Linked DNA regions of Capsicum annuum: region 1 is linked to region 2. A link is a contact called in public Hi-C data. All regions are on one chromosome and are shown on one strand. Each heading gives the region's core, a stretch centred on a gene start, on an enhancer-like site or on the middle of the called end of the contact. The rest is flanking DNA. Distances are from core to core; before and after follow the strand shown. Region 1 overlaps LOC107870656 (DExH-box ATP-dependent RNA helicase DExH5, mitochondrial). Region 2 overlaps LOC107870654 (lysine-specific demethylase JMJ25).

Region 1 (5,766 bases), core at 369-2,868, 420 kb after region 2:
CTGTATTTTTTCAACAATAACTTCAAATACATGTTCAAATTACATTTGAACAATAAAATGAAGTTTAAACTCTATATTTACAACTTTGAATTTTTTACAATAAATTCAACCAACTTATGAACAATCAAAAATGAAGTTCAAACTATTTTTTTCTTGAAAATAGAAAAAATCAAATGTTAAGAACTTCAACCAACTTATGAACTATCAAAATGAAATTTCAAGAACTTCAAACACAAGTTCAAACGGTTGAAGAACTATCAATATGAAGTTTAAACTATTTTCTAGAAAAACAGTAAAAACCAACTTTATGAAAAAGAGATGAAACAGAAAGATTCAAGTCCACCAAATTCACGGTGTGTCCTTAAGAAAATTATTCCCCTCAAGTATCCGAGGTTATGAAATATATCCTCCCAAGATAAATGAATCACTTCGACGGAATAGCGGTACCTCAAATTCTGTCAAATTACAAACGCACTCAATAAGAGCAAATTACACTAGAGTTTTTTCAAAAAAGAACAGTATTTTTTCTTCAAAATTTCATATCTACACCCGAGGAAAAATTCAGGTATTTATTACCATCAAGGTATTGCTTCATGAGCAGAAGCAATGATTTGGAAAGGTGCATCCCTTCATAAAGGTAGCAACTCTTCGAAAAATGTACAACTCTTCGAAAAAGTCACAACCCATCGGAAAGGTCATAATCATTCAAACCGAAAAGGCGCCTATTCAAATTGCATTCTTTCTCTTGGTGTCTTTTTAAAAAAACACATATTCATTTTCCATTCACACCGCTTAAACCCAACATAATTTTTATACACATATATGATATGATTTAGTATTAAGGTAATAACTGTTTAATCTAGAATTATTGTTTGTCTCTGTGTCGAGTTGGAATAACAATATTGACATATAATTGGCAGCCAATTTGCTTTGCATCTATACTTGTTGGCTAATTTATCTTGCTTTTTTTTTTTCAGTTTGTTTATTTGCTAAACTGAATTGGAGGAAGCATCACAGAAGGCAAGGAAAAAGAGAATGTTGAACTAATAGTCATTCTAATCTTGAGCTAAAGTTGTTTATATAGATTCACCTCTTTAATTAGTACAAGTAGTATTTGATACATTTCAATGGCCTAAATTATGTACTTATTATGTATACACTTAGTTTTTTGGATTTTTGAAAGTGGAATTTGTTTCACTTAAATGCGGAATGTTTTAATCAAGAAGTAGTACTCATATCATATAAAGTTTAGCTTTTTGGTGTGCATTTAAGGGGGTGGCTTCATGGTCAATCTTATGTGACGGAGAATCATGAGATCTCACTAAAAGTCTCGAATATTTGTATAAACATGACATGGTTTGAGAATCTAACGTTTTAGGTTTAACTTTTAATAGAGATCAAAAATATTAGGTAATTCTTTTTATTTGTTCTAGTTTTGATGTATAAAGTTATATGATATTTATTATTAGTGAGAGTTAACAGATATTTAATTTAATTAATTGAGACATACAAAGGCTGGTCAAGATACCCAATTATCGAAATAATAATAAAAAACCTCTTTGAGACACCAAATCCCAAACTCAACCCACCCCACAACCCACACCCTCATAAATTCTTTCAGTTTTCTTTTTCCAACCCACCCTGCCCTCCCTCCTCGCCCATCCCCCACCCCCCAACACCATATGCATCAGTCCGCTCCAATCCATTTTCATTGTTGCATTAAATATATATAAATAGATTTTAGATATTTTTTTACTTTTATATCAAACACAAAAAATTAAATAAAAAATAATTTATTTTCATAAAAAATATTTTCCTTCATATGGAACACACCCTAAAACTTAATTCTTCTATTTCTTTCACGGTTGGTAGAAAAGTATTACCAATTATTTATTGCAAGCCATAGAACTAGCGATGCTAATGGGGCGGAGCAGGGCAGATGTGAGGGCAAAGCCGAATTAAATCCATAGATTTTGAACAGCCCCGCCTCACATAGCATAATTTTAGAAAAATTATATAGATATTTTATATTTAAAAAGTATTTATAATTTATAGTAATAGAATTTTTTTCAAATATAATAATTATAATATATTTGTATTACATGCATAAATCACTTTTAATACATTGTGCAGATTTCTTATCTAACAAACATAATACATTTTAAAACACATAATACATCTATATTGCATCCATAATATATTTTTAATACATAGTGCAATTGTTATCAATGGTAGTAATAAACAACAGAGCAATGTTTTAAAATAGTAAGTACTTATTAAAAGATAATTAAGCAAGTAATCAGTGCCATAATTGTTTGATTTTGCCATGCCCCGCATATTTTGCTTTTGTTATGCAGTTTACATTATGCAGCCTATAATCTTTAGCTTTTAGTTTCTAGCAAAACAGACTCTTGTTCACATGCTACGTTGATATTGTGTGATTTAAGTTCATGATATTTAACTGTGGCTACATGCCTAAATTGCTTTCTGATCTTAGATGCATAATTAGAGTAACAAGTAACCATATGCCATATTATATACGGTGAGCAATATGAGAAACGAAATTGCAACAGAAGTCATGAAACAGATTCTATGGATTCGTAGAATATAGGAGTTTGGAGTGTAAAGGTAATTTAAAATTTTAAAGAGGCATATGAAAATGAAAAAAATTCAAAACAAACAAGTGTTTATCTTATTCATTAAAAGTTAACATCGTTAGTTACAAGGTAAAATGTAAGGTAAATAAAGTCACTTACATTCTTTTTTGATGAAAAAGTTGGTGAGGGCTGGGAATTTAATGCCACCAATGCTTGTCCATTTTGGGGTGTCTAGCAATATGCGTTTAGTTTATTAAATCAATGGATAAATATCTAGTTTTACCTATTTTATTCTTGATATTAAATACAATACATCACTCATTACATTTTTCAAAACAAAAAATTTATTATATTCAAAGGCTAATATAGTAAAATCACCCATCTATTGTTGTTTCTTAAGGTATATGTCATGGCAAAAGTGAATAAGTATTTATGAACGGAGGAGTATTTAGTGAAGAATTTATTTCAACTGCAGTGCAAGGTTGGGAGACTGTTTTACCTTACAAAGTAAAATGTGTCCCTTATTAATTTTCTTTTATAAACCACCTGTTTCTTTCATTTGTTATTCAGATTATTTGTTTGCACCTGTTTCACTCTCTTCATTCACATTATTTTGAGTGTTTGTTCTTGCTGAAAGTCTATTTCATCAAAAATCTTGCATTTTAAGGTATATTTCAATCACCTTTTTATATAATCATTCCAATACCTAACAAACAAGTATGTAGTATTAATATTATTAATCATCTTTTTAGCTTTTACTAATTTGCAAAATGTTATTGTTATCGTGCCAATGTGTTAAGCCTAAACCTAGGTTAAATCATTATTGTCTATCTAATTCTTTTTTGAATTATTGTTTGCACAACAAAGATGTTAAGTTTGAACATGCATGTGTAAAAAACTTGCCCTTTAAGCTCCAAACTCCCTTTAGTTGCATGCTTGTGTAAACTGGTCAATTCATCAAATTATTACTTCACATAAATGTTTATGAAACAACATATCAAAACTAATTTTAATTTTCTTTGTGTATAGATATGGAAATCAACAGTTTGTCCATCTAAGATCATCACAATATGACGTATATGCCACGCAAAGTAAGCATCAGTCTAAGACTATTTTGAGAGGCACATTAAAGGGAGAAAAGGCATGTTTAGCGAACCATCTTGATGCGAATATTTGGGTCCTTTTTTCTTTGAAAAATGCAATAAGTGATGTATTGTATTTAATAGTAAGGGTAAATAGGTAAAAATGAATAAATTATTCATTGATTTTATAAATTGGACAAGTATTGTTGGACATCTTAAAATAGAAAAATGGACAAATAAAGATAGACGGAATGAGTACATTAACATCATTAAATTTCTAACTCTCATTTTCAATCAAAGGATAAGGTAAATGACTTCATTTACCTTGCAAAGTAAAATCATGATTTTACTTTACACTTTATCAAGTAATTAAAAACGTTAACTTTTAGTGAACTAGATAAACACGTGTTTACCTTGTTCATTTTGAAATTTGCTCATTTTCATATGCCCTTCTAAAATTTTCAAAGAAAAACACTTAAGTCTTTTAGGCTCCCGACTCTATAGTATCTAATTATATGTTACTGGATTTTAATCTTTTTACTTCCAAGTGTTTTGTGTATAGCATAAACAACTAATAACTGATATTATTAGTGTTTTTAAAGTATTTATTTTTCTAAAAAAAAGTACTTTGTTGAAATAATTTTTTTATTTTTTTTTAGCTTTTGTTTTGTTTAAATCCGCAAAATCTCACAACCCGCTCCCGCATTATTTTTTAAATGATTATTTCAACTTTTCAACCCACCATACCTTGCACCGCATTGCCCAAAACCCGCACCCGCACCCCATTGTCATCCCGACAGAACACAAGTTCTTCGTGGAACCCAAGGGCGGAGCTGTAGGGGCAGAAGTCGAATTAAAACTCCTTTATCAAAAGTGTCGCCACGCAATAAAGTTAGAAATGATTTCTTGCTAGACATAATTTTTATATCCCCTTGACACAAATAAAGATTCTAGTGCAGATGTAAAGGGGGTCCAAAGTGCTTTAAATTACAAGTTCATATACAGAGTGTGACACAAGTAACAATATTTTGAAAGTCCTCCGTACGCTAATGAAGCATGTGGTACCTTCCACTAAACGAATGAACCTGAACCTTTTGAAAATGCTAACAGTGAGAATATAGCTTCTACATGCAAACCACTTGAAATCTGTGCGCGCACACACAAAGGATATTGCTCGAGGCTCTGCCTATATTGATCATGAGCAATCAAATAGCCCCGACATATAACCAAACAGGCGATAACCCTCCAAATAAGCATTCGAAAAGAAAAATCTGGATTGCTGAAATTCCAAAATTCTTAGAACGACCATTAATTGCAAAATAGGAGTCATTCTTAACCATTAATATATACAAAGGATAAAATCACTAAGCATAACAATACTGGAGCATTTGATCTGCTTCGCAAAAATATGAAGCATTTCCTGATCGCAAAGATATTGTAGCATTGGCTCGATGAGCAGACTGAACAGCTGCAGAGGCAAAACTGGGACAAGTCAACAGAGGCCAGCTTTGTTCCTCTCCCTCGGATTTAGCTTTACTTCCAGATATCAGAGGTAGTCTATTTTGCACTGAGCCCACAGCGTTCATTTGACTCAAGAATCAAAGCTGCCATTCATGGGCACCAGGATACCATACATTGTAAAGCTGCCAACACGGATGCTCCTATGAACCCGTCCCAAACAAAACCAAGGACATGAGGCTGTCCCAAGCATCACTGATGCCAATTTGTGATGTCCACTTTAACTGCCAACTCATCTATGCTTTTTTGCTCTTTTTAAGAAATTGAGACATCTGCTCAATGTAATCAGGACCTGCACAGTGCCCTTCCAACAACCAGTCCAGAGCCTCAGCTGCTGCATCTTTTTCAGCTTGCTTTTTGTTGTTGCAAGGTCGTCCCATTATCTGCATTCCATTGAACTCCACAGTAGCTTGAAACTGATTGTTATTAAGTTGCAATGACTTGTAGGTTGGCGTTGCATATCCTGCTCGATTAAGCAACGTCTGTAGCTGAGACTTGGCATTGTCACCTCCCGGACCACTTTCTATCCTTGACATTGTAGCTGGTGGTGGTGCTCCAGCGCATGGCTT
Region 2 (5,255 bases), core at 1,797-4,296:
GACACCTAGATTTAGCTTCCATATACTACGACGATAATATGATTAAAAGCTTTCACCTACTCAAAGTATTCTTCATATGATGTTGGTGAGGTCTGCTTTGGCAAATCATTTCTTAATTTATGTGATGGGAAGGTTTAACTAAAAAATTACAGCTTTGGACACCTAGATCTGAAAGAAGATGGATTAGGGATGTGACAAAGAAGCAGCAGCAGCAACACACAAGAAGAACCGAAGTAGAAGAAGTGTAGGTTTTTGAGTTTAGTTTTGGGATATATTTGTCTAACTAACTATGAAGTGGCTAAATATTAGTCCCTTCGTCCCAATTTATGTGGCACCGTTTGACTTGTCACAAAGTTTAAGAAAGAAAGTAAGACACTTGCAATTATGGTTTTAAACAAACCTTTTCTATTGCTATAAATCATTTTAAAAAAAAAGGGCAGCCCGGTGTACTAAAGCTCCCGCTATGTGTAGGGTCTGGGGTAGCTATAAATCATTTAACTAGAAGTAAAAAGAACTTTTGAGAAAGGTAACTTGTATTTATTTTTTATTTATTTATTTATTTATTTATTTTGAGGAAAGGTAACTGTTAGTTTATATTAATATCCACAAGTATACTACATTTGAATATGTAATCCCCTTCAAAAGTGTTGTAGTTACATAGGTCCCAAATTACAACCAGTCAATAGCTGCATTAATTGCTTCTGTTTGTTCTATCACTAACTGTTTACACTAAAAGTAATACAGAGCTAGACAATTTGACTTAAACTGCTGCATGTTCTCTGCTTCCCTTCAAAACGTCTCTGGTTTCGTTCCAGCCACATTGACCACCAAATACTAGCTGGGACAATCTTCCATCTCTCTTCCTTCTTTGCTGCATTGCCATCACTGTTCCAACACTTTAGAACCCCTTTGATACTATTTGGTTTCATCCATATTAGCTTCCTCATATTGATGAACATCTGCCATATCTGATTAGTCCACTTGCAACGCCAAAAAGATGGTTTATTGTCTCTGCTTGCTCTTCACACAGAAAGCATCAAGAGCACAGATGAAAACTTCTCATGAGAAGACTAAACACATAGAGATTGATTGTCATTTTGTCAGAGAAGATACTGTTAGGAGATATTATTACAAAATTTGTGACGTCAAGTGATCAACTTGCGGATATCTTCACCAAGTTCCTCATCTGTCTCTGTCTTAATTACATTTGTAATAAGTACATATGGCTGGTATGCACCATCTTGAGGAGGGAGTGTTAGAATATGAGTAAAAATAAGAATAGTATATAAAATCCTATCTGAAAAAGGATTGAGAAATAGTGTCTATAAATAGGGTCTCAATGTAATTATGTAAACACAACAATTCAATAATATTTTTTCTCACAAGTTGTTTCTGCTAATCTTGAACTGCAAGTTTGAGTGATTGTTTTTATCTTTTATGTGTGAAATTCATTAATATATTTACTGTCTTCATCTGGTTGCTAGTATTTACTTGACTATGCTATTCTGCACTTGGACTGATGATGACTTGATAGTACTTTTATCTTTGTGTAACAGTCCTGTATAAAAGTTGCTCTTGATTTTGTGTCTCCCGAAAATCTTCATGAATGCATCCGTCTGACTGAAGAGTTCCGCACTCTTCCACAAAATCATAGGGCCAAGGAGGACAAGTTGGAGGTATATCTAATTGGTTAAGGAGTTTGAGTTCTTTGCTTCTATTTGTTCCGAAGTGCTTATAGTATTTTATTGAAGGAGTGATTATGGTAGTTTGGTTTTTTGGTCACTTGGTGTTTTATACTTCAACCTTGTTTCTATGGTCTATTGCTTTCTTCTTTAGCTTTCCAGAATTTGGATGTTTTATACTGTTATTAAGTGACAGTGAGTTCATGTTACCAATTTAAAAAATAAAAGTGAATCATGCATTTGAGAAGTGTGAATCAGGAGAATATTTAAATAATCTTATAATTAATCATTCATTGACATATGGTCACATTTTTATCATGAAAAAGTTATCTTGATCTGTTTCTATTTGTTCATGTGGAAATTGTATTTGCTTGCTTAATTGTGACAGGTGAAGAAAATGAGTATTCACGCAGTGAGAGAAGCTGTAGCTGTATTGGAAAAGTAGGTCTCATCAACTCTATCTTTTTGTGTGGTACCTATTCACCTCTAGTAACCCTGTTTATGTGAACTTTTCCCATAGTTTGTGTATGTGGTAAGCAATCTACATGTAAATATTTGTTTCTTCTGGTCAATAGTTTCTCAAGCGAGTTCATATCATGAAATCAGAATGCCCTGTCAATCACAATTCTCATTTCTGAGTTAATCTAGGTTTCGTTCTTTGTTACAAAAATAAAAATCACTTCATTACATGCCTTTAAATTTTTGCGGAAAGAATTTATCTTCAATTTCGTGGTTATCACAGTGGAGTATTGGTTCTTGCTCACAGTACAAAGTGTTGTCTTGCTTCCAACTTCCAAGCTAAAATTATTTGCATTTAAATTACTTTTATATGAATGATCACCCTCCGTGTCATTGTCGTTTTCTTTGTGTAGATTTCATGGTGCCTTATCATGTGATAGACTAACTCTGTACCTTGATTCATAGGAAATTGACTGGCAAGAGTGAGGAAAAAAAAACACAAAATCACACCGGTAAGGAAGATGATAATGAAAATTCAGAGAGAGGTGATCAGAATTGGAATTGCCAGGATTTAAAAGGTGACAAGACGAGGTTCAGCAGAACGAAAGAGGATTTTGAGATGATTTGACAGAGGCTCTAAGTGAAGCACTTTTTGGATTATGAATATGTAGGATTATTCTAACTGAAGCACTTTTTGGTTAATATGTAGGATTATCCATGTTTGGCTGTATTTAGTTAAATCCCCTTGTATATGGGCTGACTAATTTTTCTTTCAGTTTCTGGGGCCATTTATGTGCAATCTTTAAGTTTTGGGAAAGAATGAAAATGGCCCCTGGGCCAAACAATTGCCACCAAAAATGACCATCGAATTATATCTCCGTACTGTAGAAAGAATGAAAATGGCCCCTGGGCCAAACAATTGCCACCAAAAATGACCATCAAATTATATTTCCATACTGTAGCCATTTGACCTCTTGATCACTGTTGCTCCTTTCTTTGGTTTTTTTGTCGCTGTTTCTTTTTCTTTTCTTTATTGGTGGCTTTCTTTCAAAACATTGCTCTCTTTTTTTATTCCTTTTAGTTTTGTAGTTTTTCTTCTTTTATTGTAGCAATCAAATATAATTTTCTAATGTCAATTAAATACAACAAGAGTAATAATAGCAAGTACTTGTACCAATGCGTATCTGGTACTAGATGCACGCATTTTTTATTCCAGACACAGGTACATATTTTATGCTGAATACATATTCCATATAAGTGGTACAACCTATATGCATATTATATACAAATATATATTCTATATAATAATTACTCGATTCTTATGCACATCTTATACAATCGTAAGCTACAATATATATGTATATATAGTTTTTATATATGTTATTATAGTTTTAATACACATTTCATACAACATTTAACTGTAATAATTATCTAGATATATTTTTATATAATAGTTAGTACAGTTATAGTCTTGAGCCGGGGGTCTTATCGGAAACAATCTCTCTACCTCTCTAGAGGTAGTGGTACAGACTGCGTATATTCTACCCTCCTCAGACTCCACTATTTGGCAATATACTGGGTTCGTTGTTGTTGTTGTAGTTAGTATAGTTATACACATTCTATACAATTTTTATATATATATCTACAGAAAGGTATTTTATATATTACACAAATACAAATTTATAAAGCAATTACATAGTTTTTACGAAAAAGGTGTCAGAAATACCCTTCAACTATTGGAATTGGTTCAAAAATACCCTTCGTTTACCTATTGGGCCAACAATACCCCTCCATCCACCTTTATGACTCAAATATACCCTTAAACTATCATTTTTTTTTAAAGGGAAAAGGACATGGGTTGACCATTTTGAAAAGAAATGGCCAACAATTTTAAAAGTTGGACAATTGGAGCCAGTTGGCCCCATTTAATTTCGGGTTTTAGCAATTTGGCACGTCGGTCGCATGCGGTCTCTATATCCAATTGATACACTTTTATACCATATTGATATACTTTTATACTACATTGATACACTTTGATACTGCATTGATACACTTTTATACCACGTCGATACAGTATATATACCACATAAATACACCTTTTATAGAGGAAATCCGAAGAAGGAAATAGAGGATGACTTGTAGAAAGTGAATGTATGTATAGAAGAGGAAAATAGCTTTGGAGTTGCAGAGATCGCGCCATGTATGAAGAAGAAGAAGAGAGAGAAAGTGAGAGAGAGAGGATTTTGGGTTTAGCTTAAAAAAATAAAACAAAGAGAGAGACTTTGTTCTGGGTTGAAGATTCAAACAAGTTTCAGTATTATTAATTCAGTAAAGTGTATTTCACTACTACCATATAAATGGTTATGATGGTGGCTATTTACTGAGTTTTTAAATTTAGATGCTAATTTTGTGAAATTATTTTAGTTGTAGGTGTTATTTTTGTCCTTTTCCCCTTTTTAAAACTATAATTAAATATTTCATTAAATATGTGACAACTTTCTATTGGTTGGAAATTAAATTAATTAAAATATTAAACTAAACAAGACTCCAATGGAACTATTTCCACCTGCTATTGTGTCAACAAAGTCCTGAACCATAAACTTTGTACGGCTTAGGACACAAGAAAGAACGAGAATTCGCGTAGCTAATTCTGGAGTAGAGCTTCTCTTCACATTGTTCTCTCCCTTGAAAAGCCAAGCCTACAAGTGCAGTCCTGAATTAGTAACATCTTTTTTTCAAAGCGGGAGAATTTCATTAAACTCCAACTTTGAGAATGCACATCTAGAAAAACAACTGCCATCACAAATATGAAAATAGGGGGGGGGGGGGGGGGGGGGGAGGCTTGAGGATGACTACCACCAAACCATGTGTCGAGGATTCTTTATTAAAGTCTGAGATCAATGTAGATGTCCTTAAGGAGGTGAGAATCTGAAAGAACCTAGTTTTATTTGGAAATCTAAAAGGATTAATATACTAATTTTTGTTTTCAGTGGGAAAGTTCCCTGATAGTTTTGTAAGGAGTTATGAATATGGATCTACTGGGATTATAAAAATCTAATGTTACTTTATTTATTTAAATTCATTTTATATGTTCTGTTAGTGCTGAAGTTGTCT

Evidence for each region. Hi-C and Micro-C count contacts between places; a contact is called where the count stands out from the background.
Region 1: a contact with region 2 is called in a Hi-C map of leaf, with 4 times the contacts expected there. The contact joins two enhancer-like sites. A contact is called at or near these places in 3 of 5 Hi-C or Micro-C datasets (bud, leaf and placenta).

What each region holds. Positions count from the first base shown.
Region 1 is chr5:53,941,968-53,947,733 of UCD10Xv1.1, forward strand. LOC107870656 (DExH-box ATP-dependent RNA helicase DExH5, mitochondrial) reads right to left here. Exons shown (of 19, transcript XM_016717248.2): 19 at 4,930-5,766. The coding sequence ends at 5,434. Among protein-coding and RNA genes, the nearest start is that of LOC107870656, 60 kb to the right of the region's middle. Within about 2 kb of position 1,619, at least 1 of the 5 cell types and tissues checked has an H3K27ac peak or open chromatin away from gene starts, as enhancers often do. A contact at or near this core is called in leaf, where this site is marked.
Region 2 is chr5:53,517,060-53,522,314 of UCD10Xv1.1, forward strand. It overlaps LOC107870654 (lysine-specific demethylase JMJ25), which reads left to right. Exons shown (of 12, transcript XM_047413005.1): 11 at 1,557-1,676; 12 at 2,607-3,119. The coding sequence ends at 2,627. Among protein-coding and RNA genes, the nearest start is that of LOC107870654, 15 kb to the left of the region's middle. Within about 2 kb of position 3,047, at least 2 of the 5 cell types and tissues checked have an H3K27ac peak or open chromatin away from gene starts, as enhancers often do. A contact at or near this core is called in leaf, where this site is marked.